2 separate regions of the Cricetulus griseus genome follow, and region 2 is linked to region 1. The links are chromatin contacts, called in public Hi-C maps. All regions are on one chromosome and are shown on one strand. The core of a region is the stretch at or near the end of the contact, and the rest is flanking DNA. Distances in the headings are between cores, read along the strand shown. Region 1 overlaps Dennd1a (DENN domain-containing protein 1A). Region 2 holds the start of Lhx6 (LIM/homeobox protein Lhx6).

Region 1 (4,185 bases), core at 755-3,254:
GAGTAAGCCATGCAAATAGCTGGGAAAGGATTCAGCAGCAGGAGCGGCAGTGGCAGCAGTGGCGGTCCTATGGATGCTGGGACTATTCATGGCATTTCATTCCCTACTGAACTCTGAATGCCTGAAGGCAAGGGCACATCTTAACACATCTAAAGTGTGGTTCCCCCAGCCCAGCACTGAACTTGGTATCACCACAGTGGATATTTACAAAACAAGTGAATAAACCTGAGCTGGGTTGGCTGAGTGCTTAGCCAGTGTCTATGCCTGGACTTTTCCCCTGACAGCACACTGACAAGTCCAGGTTTGCCTTCCTGGCCCTCCTCTCTTTGGGCTGGATATGGGACTTCATCTACAAACCTAGACACTGAAGAACTGAGTCTTTCCAATCCTCCCCCAGTTTCCAGAGTATGAAAGTCAACACTGAGGGAGCTCTCCAGTAGCTAGCCTCCCCTTCTTGGTTTTCCTCCAACCAACCTGTTTTCCACTGGGACATCAACATTCTGACCACAGTGGACCTTCCTGTGGTTCTCTCTCCAGTTTCCATCTTCATTAAACCACATCTACCAAAGCCTCAGCACAGGCTCAGCACTGACCTCATGCTCTCTGTAGAGCACCACTCCCAAAAAGCTGGCGAATATCTTCCATGCCATAAACAAAGTCAAGCGGCTTTATTTACTCAGCTGATGGCAACAGAACCTCTCAGATTCATTGGTGCTTTGCCCCACACTTTACAAGGACAGAAATTAATTCAAGGGTGAGTGATTCATCTCCTCACTCAGCTTTCATCCCCCCCCCCCACTTACTGACACCTGCTATATGCCCTGAATCATACAACAGTGGCTGCGGTGGTGGTGGTGGTGGTGGTGGTAGAGGAAGAGGAGGAGGAGGAGGAGGAGGAGGAGGAGGAGGAGGAGGAGGAGGTGGTGGTGGTGGTGGTGGCAGGGAGAATGATAAAAGTAGGTTGTCACTTACTGAAGACTTGTGCGATCACTAAGGCAGTAAGCCCCATGATAGTAACTAACAGTTGGCTTCACTACTAGAGGTTAACGGGCAAAGAAGCAAAGCAGCTCGCTCAAGGTCGCACAGGTAAGCAGCAGGGTGTAGTGAGGCGCTGTCGAGCGAATACAAACCTGGCCCAAGAGTGGAACTCTAAGCACTGAAGTTTACGAAACTTTAAATAGAACTTAGATGAAGAAAATGAAAGTCAATAGCGGAGCAGACAGACACATACCACGAGGAGGCTAGAGCTACAGACAGAAGCAGCTGTCGGGGGCCAGGCCTGGAAGGACGACCCCCCTGTGCCCCCACGGCAGGCCGGGCCTCACCTCCTTCCACCTGAGCTGCCGAAGGCTGATCTTGAGCGCTTCCAGGGATGTGCGGGCCTTGGAGCTGTCCACGGTGACCGGCCGCAGCGAGCTCGAGCCGCGCCGGTAGCCGCGGCCGCGACTCCGGGCCTTCACGAGCTGGCACAGGACCCGCGCCGGCCTCGTTGGGATCAGGGACGGCGCGGGCGGCAGCCGCCGGGCGACGCGAGCGTCGCCTTCCTCGGCCGCGCGGGTCGCGCAGGGGCCGGGTCGCGGCCTTGGGCTGCTCCTCCCGCGCCGGGCACTCCGGCTCCCCGGCCGCGCCCGCGTCCACTTTCAGCAGCGCCTCCGCCTCCGCCTTCGCCTCCGCCTCCGCCTCTGCCTCCGCCTCCGCGGCCTGCGACTTGGCCATGGCCGCCGCCGCCGCCGCCGCCGCCACCTCCCAGCTGGCCGCCAGCTCCCGCTCCGGGCTGCCGCGCTGCATGGCGCTCAGGGCCGGTGCCGGCGCCACAGCCACCGCCGCCTCCGCCGCTCCGCCGCCCCGGCCCGCGACCAAACCGCCGCCGCCACCGCCGCCGTCGCCACGCGCTCCCCGCCCGAGCCCGTTGCCATGATCGCTCAGGCTCCTGTTGACAGGGATAGTCGGGATGGGGCCCGGGAAGGGACAATCGCCCTTTGGGACGCCACGACCTCACAAGAGCGCGCGCCCACGTGACCAGGCCTGTCACAGAGGCGGCGGCGGCCATCTTGGGAGAGGACAGCGAGCCGCCAAGGTCCCAACACCTTCGGACGCTGGCCGGGAATGACTGATGGTGAGGTTGAAGATAAAAGGTGTTGAGCTCCTGTCCTGCTCCCGGAGCCTGTGAAGAGCGACATCTTTGGCAAACATGAGACTCAGTTTCCCTAGCCCTACACACCCTGGGATAATAACTCCAAGCCCACATCCATCCGTCCGTCCATCCCTTTTCCGTGAGCCTCAAACTGAGGTGGAAGGCCACCTCTGTCGGTTTTCAGGTATCTCCTACGGAATTAAGAAACCTTACAGAAGCCCAGATGCGTAGGGGACATCGACAGTTTTTTAAATACATACAATTACCGTTTTAACTTTTTAAATTTATTATTTTATGTGTATAAGTGTTTGCCTGCATGTATGTATGTGTACCATGCGTGCACCTGCTGCCCCAGGAGGCCAGAAGAAAGCATCAGATTCCCTGAAACCCAAGTTAGAGGTGGTTTTGAGTTGCCATGTGGTGCTAATCAAATCCAGGTCTTTTGGAACGGCAGTCAATGCTTTACCTCTGAGCTGTCTCTCCAGCCCTGATTTTAATTTTTAATACACAGTCCAGTGACACCAGGTACATTCATATTACTGTGCACACCATCACTACCACGGATCTCCAGAACTTTCCATATTGAAAGCATACCCATGAACTAACTCCTGGGTTCCCCACCCTGCCCCCAGCCCTGGCTACCACAGTTCTACTTTCCCCTACTTCTAATTACTGAGTACCTCTTGTGTTAGTCTAATTTGGTTTCTGAAAGTGCCAGAATTTCATTCTATCTTAAAGCTTACAAATACTGGGTGTACCTACACAGTTATTTTCTGTACACCTGTCTGTGGACTTTAGGGTTATTTTAACACCTTGACTCCTGACTAATGGTGTCTTTATATTCATGTACAAGGATTCATTTGAGCCCCTGTTTTCAATTTTTCATGGTGACTGTAATTTTGTTGTTGTTGTTACGGAGATGGTCTCTTTATGTAGCTCTGGCTGTCCCAGAACTTGTTATGTAGACTGGTCTCAATCTCACAGAGATCTGACTACCTCTGCCTCCTGAGTACTGAGATTAAAGGTGTGGGACACTATACCCAACTAAGGTTGTCGTAAAATTGTAAAGCCAATCTAGAAGGGCTCTCCTCTCTGGCCTAAGGGAGCCACATTTGGGTTGACTTGCGGTTCCAGGAAACGGAGTTAGAAAGTTGTAAGAGCAGCCTACACTGACCAGTGGCTATGACCGCACTTGGGTGAAATCTGCCTCATTTAGTTTTAAGGGTTCTGGAGAAAGGTGGCCCCTTTTCCCATTTCCCAGAAGTCCCATTGCCTTGTCCAGGAATTTTAGTGGGTAAATAAGTTGCCTCCAAGCCCACCCATAGCTTCAAGAGCACCCGGCCTCCTTTGTAGCAGCCATGGACACTTTCTTCAAGTACCTTTATGAGGAACTTGGGCCACTCATTTATGAAGCAGAATCCCAAGCCCCTCTTCCAGAGTTTGTGATACAGAACAACTTGTTGAGCCTGTGGGTGTGATTGTTAAAATTGCTCCTCTGCTGATTGGAAGGCAGCCAATGTCAAGAGCCAGTGGTGGGTTTTTGCTGGAGGCCTTTGGAGTCTCCTGGAGCTGTCCGTGGTACCCAAAAGAGGCCTTCCCTGCTCAGCCACTCTCTCCTGCACCCCAAATCCTGCCCCCCCCCCGCCCCGTGTCTCTAGCTTCAGTAGTTGCCACCATCCTCATTCACTGATGTCTGAAAATTGTCAAGGCTTGCATCCAGCAGCTAGTGGAAGTAGAAGCAAACACCCACAAGTAATCACTAAACTGAACTGGAATCCAGATGCAGAGAAGGACAAGGGAAGAGCAAAGGGGTCCAGTCCAGGCTGGCAAAACCCACAGAAACATCTGACCTGAACATCGGGGAGCTCTTGCCCCCCCCCAGACTAATAGCTTGGATACCAGCATGGGACTGAATCAGACCCCAGGAACATGGGTTTCAGTGAGGAAACCTCGGAAATCTACGGGACCTGCTGTAGTAGTTCAGTACTTATCCCTAGCATAGGTGTGGACTTTGGGAGCCCATTCCACATACAGGGATAGTCCCTAAGCCA
Region 2 (4,185 bases), core at 1,090-3,589, 120 kb after region 1:
CCTGGGAGAGCATTGCTTCCCACAGTCCTCAGGCTTCTCTATAGCTCACACCCACCGACTTGCAGGCAACACCTACCCTGACTCACCTTGAGCAGATACCGGTCCAGAATCTCGAGGCCGCAGCTGGAGCAGATATTCTTGCCTGCAGACGGCACGGAAGAAGCGGCAGAGGGCGGCGAGCAGACAGACGGTGTGCTGGGCGTACATGGGGAAGCTCGACCTTCGTCCTTGTCCAGAGAACCTGCCAGGGCCTCGGTGTCTGACTGAGCCTGGAATGGGAAAGAAGAATAGCGAAGTGCTAAGTCGGACGCCCAGAGTTGCCATAAAGACAAATCTGGTTCCCTTGCGCACCAACTAACAACGAAATATACCAGGGATGTCGGGCCCTAGGCTGGAGGACAAGAATGAAAGGACCTATTGGAAAAGAAAGGACGGCCCCCAACTTTTAACATGGTGTATTCTGGGTGCAGGAAGTAGCCAAAGCCCACATTCTTGGCCAGAAAAAAATCAAGAGTCAACGAGAGGTGGCTCCTATCGGCAATTCTCGAGCGCAAGGGTAGAGGTTGGTAGCAAGAAGGTTTAGCCAGATGCCCTGGCCTGTGCTGTTGGGGGTACTCAGGGCGGAAAACAGAGCCGAATGGACTCACCATAGCTGGCGGCGCGGTCCCTTCAAGACAGCGGGTGGTCGCTTTGCAGCCGGACCCTGGCTGGGCCATCACCTGGGGGAGGGGGAGGGAAGGCAGGCGATGGCGGCTGCTGAACTGGCTCGGAGCTGTCAGAGCCCAGCGCCTCCCCGCGCCTGTTATATAAACCGGCGGTGAACAATGAGTCCTAACTTTGTAGTGGGCATTTAAAGCCCTTCCCCACAAAAGCGGTGTCTCTCTAATGAAGCAATTTGAATTTGGATTGGGTTTTTTCCCTCTCTCTCCCCCTCTCCCTGCACTTAACCCGTGGCTCTTGAAGTAATCGCTTAGTTCCTTTGCAATCCAAGCCTCTGAGGGGGGAAAAACACACGCACACACACAAACTACCTGCAATTAGAAATTGTCGTGAATGCCCAAGATAAGAGGTAGCCAGAGTGTCAATTCCAACTGTCAATCAGTGAGATCCATCAGGCCGCCCAAAGAATTGCAAATTTGATTTTTTAATGGTAGTAATTAAAAATCGAATTTTTTTCTCCCTTCACCCCCTCCCTTCTCCTACTCTCGGTACAAAATGCAAAAAGGAGAAAAGAGAGAAAGAAAGAAAATAAAAAGGAGATGGGGGTGGTGGTGGTAGTGGTGGTGGTTGAGAAAAATAAAACCCAGAGCACTAGGAGCATCCGCCCTCCCGCCCGACGCGTGCCGCGAAATTGAAGCGGGGATATTGACACCGATTCAAACGCCTTTGGAAGAGCTAGTCCAAGGGAAGCCCGGAGCCAAAGAGGGCGAGATCGGCAAGTGAAATGAGGCCAAAAAGAGAAAAGAGAGGCCTCCTGGAGGAGGCAAGAGAACCCTCCAGACTCCCGGAGCGCCCGGGACCGGCACCGTGTCGGGATTCTCAGCGTTGCGCCGGCACAACCCCCGGCGCATCGGCGCTATCAGCGTCTATTCAGACGGACAATACTGGCCTCGCCTCCTCTTGATTCGCCTATGTCTTTGCTAAATCGCTTTTTGAGAAATTCCTCCAACATTTGCATAATGTGTTCCCGCTTTCCGCGACCCCCCCCCCCGCACCCGCTCGCGCTCTCACGCTCGTAGACACACACTCCCCGGGCTCACCCAGCACCCCTCCTCCCTGCTGCTGCCCGCCAACCGGCCGGGCCGAGCTGAATCCCGGCTCCCGCTGGCCTCGGGATCCTCGAGGCTTACCCACTCGCCAACTAGCTCACCTGGTCAGTGGCGGGGCCGCCCTCCGCCGGCAAACGGCAGCCCTCGGGCAGCGCCGGGGCGGCGCTCTCATGCTTCCAGTACATGGGCCCGGGAACGGAGGGCTCAGCCGGCGCGCAGCACGGAGAGCGGCGCGAAGTGGGGCCTGGGGCGCCCTGGGGGCAGAGGCTGTTGAGAGTGCTGGAGAGCGGAGGCTCGGGCCCCGCAGCCCCGGGCCCTGCCCCAGCCCCCGCCCCCGGCCTGAACGCAGTCCTGGCCTCTCTGGCTGCCGGCGCCACTGCCTCCTCCGAAGAAGGTCCCGACAAACTTGGAGAGGTCCCTGCAGCTGCCTCTGCGGCTGCCGCCGCCTCCTCCTCTTCCTCCTCCTCTTCCTCCTCCTCCTCTCCCTCCTCTTCGTTGTCCTCCTCCCCTTCCAGCTGCGGCGACGACCGCCCTGCCGCTGGAGCCCCGCTCCGTTCAAGATGAGTCATGCGTGACCAATCCCCTCCCTGCTAAGAAGAGCGAGACACTCACAAGGAGGCAGAGACTCAGAGACATACACACAGAGACACACTGAAACTCAGCGCTACAGAGAGACCCTTAGAACATGCTAACATACAAAGACACTGGCGGGTTTACATCCTCACAGCTCCTACTACCGCCCCTCCCTCAAGGGCACCCACCGCCCTCACACAGCCAGTTCCTAAGTGCGAGAGGAATCTGTGGTCAGCCCGTCTGCAGAGCTGGATTCCATGTGAGGCTACACTCTGTTGACGCAGTGCTGAGCCCGGCACATACGGTCGCAAATGGTTACCTGCTTACCTCCAGGTCCCGGACATCTACACACCTCTCACACTCCAGCAAAGGTATCTGTAACAACTGGTGCCTGCATGAGCTCCTAAGGGCTGAATAGGATTGGGGTCAGAGCAGAGTGTGCTGGTGGCAGTGAGAGAGTAGTTCCCCCTGATTCTTTTGGAAGGAATTGTTTGGGACATCCACCTTCAAGATTTACTTAGTTCCACTTTCTACCTTCCATGGGGCTCTAACGATAGTGAGAGTTAGGAAAAAGCAGATAGAAGGCACAGCCCTCAAACACAGAGCCCTCCATCTCAAAGGTCCTTACACTGACAAACACGAATGGACACAGTCTCCTCCGCACACAAACCGTGCCAAAGAAGTGTGTAAATTTACACCCTCTTCTAAAAAATGTGCACACTCAGATTTAGATCCAGTCCCTAACCCACCCATCACACAGACCACAATTTCCATAATTGCCCTCATTTACAGATGTAAACAGCACCCCCACAATCACTTAGACTTGTACACACAGCCATATTCAGGAGAGTTCAGGCTTCCATAGAGCTCCAAACCGTGTGTAACCTCTTGTCTATTATCTGATATCTCCTACTATGCACTGCATTCTTACAGGTGGTGGAACAAGGCACTAGGCTTATGGGAAAGCAACATACACCTTTACAAAACCAGCATTCCCAGCTGTCAGTCTCCATCTGTACAAATAGGCATAGCCAGAAGCACACATTGACACTGTTTTCTATACACCATCACAGTATTAAAAACCCACCTCCAAACCGTAGAAACACACGTATCTGTTCCTTCAGGCAGAAATAGCCCCAGCTAATGGTATCAGCCCTTGCATTCCAGTAATTTATTGCTCTCAGGCCTACAGGCATTTAGAGAGAAGAAGGGTTCTGAACCAATCTTTTATAGGAAAGAGAACAGATTATACTTTGGAAGTAGGTGAGGTATGTACATGCACACATATGTACACATACACAGTACTATTCTTGGATGCTTAAATCTGGGCTATGCATTGAAATGCTAAGCATCTTACAATCATGCTCTCATTTTCTGTGTGAGGCAGCATCCTCTCTGGTACCTATTTTACCATTTTAAACTGAGGTTTAAAGACTCAAACCCATCATAGAGCCACATGTTTAATAACTACCCAAGCCAACAACTCAAAACCAGATTCATCTACAGAGCTTATGACCTTGATTTCTCGGCTATACCCATGACTATGGCCACTTATGGTGAGCACACACACACACACACACACACACACACACACACACACACACACACACACACCGGCAACCCCCCCACATGCTTTCTATGTTTTGTCAAAAATATGGATATGATTTCTGGCTCATTAACAAAGACAACAGCACTGTCTTTGTGTCTCTCCTCTCCCTTCTTCCTCCTTCCCCCTCCCCTGGCCTCCCCTTCCCCCCTTCTCTCCTCTCCTATATCCTGGAGAGTCCAGAGGGCAATATACAGTACATGGTATGCATAGGAACCAAAAAAGACAAGGCTTGAA

The links. Hi-C and Micro-C count contacts between places; a contact is called where the count stands out from the background.
Region 2: a Hi-C map of the CHO-K1 cell line shows a contact between it and region 1, with 2.6 times the contacts expected there. The contact joins the promoter of Lhx6 here to the enhancer-like site in region 1. A contact is called at or near these places in 2 of 8 Hi-C or Micro-C datasets (both in the CHO-K1 cell line).

What each region holds. Positions count from the first base shown.
Region 1 is chr6:147,864,982-147,869,166 of CriGri-PICRH-1.0, forward strand. Dennd1a (DENN domain-containing protein 1A) reads right to left here. Exons shown (of 32, transcript XM_035446997.1): 23 at 1,580-1,930; 24 at 1,326-1,578. Among named protein-coding and RNA genes, the nearest start is that of Ndufa8, 63 kb to the right of the region's middle. Within about 2 kb of position 2,005, at least 6 of the 6 cell types and tissues checked have open chromatin away from gene starts, as enhancers often do. A contact at or near this core is called in the CHO-K1 cell line, where this site is marked.
Region 2 is chr6:147,982,488-147,986,672 of CriGri-PICRH-1.0, forward strand. It overlaps Lhx6 (LIM/homeobox protein Lhx6), which reads right to left and starts at 2,340. Exons shown (of 10, transcript XM_035447002.1): 1 at 1,871-2,340; 2 at 648-719; 3 at 87-269. The coding sequence starts at 2,338. All of the region lies in intron 22 of Dennd1a (DENN domain-containing protein 1A), which reads right to left.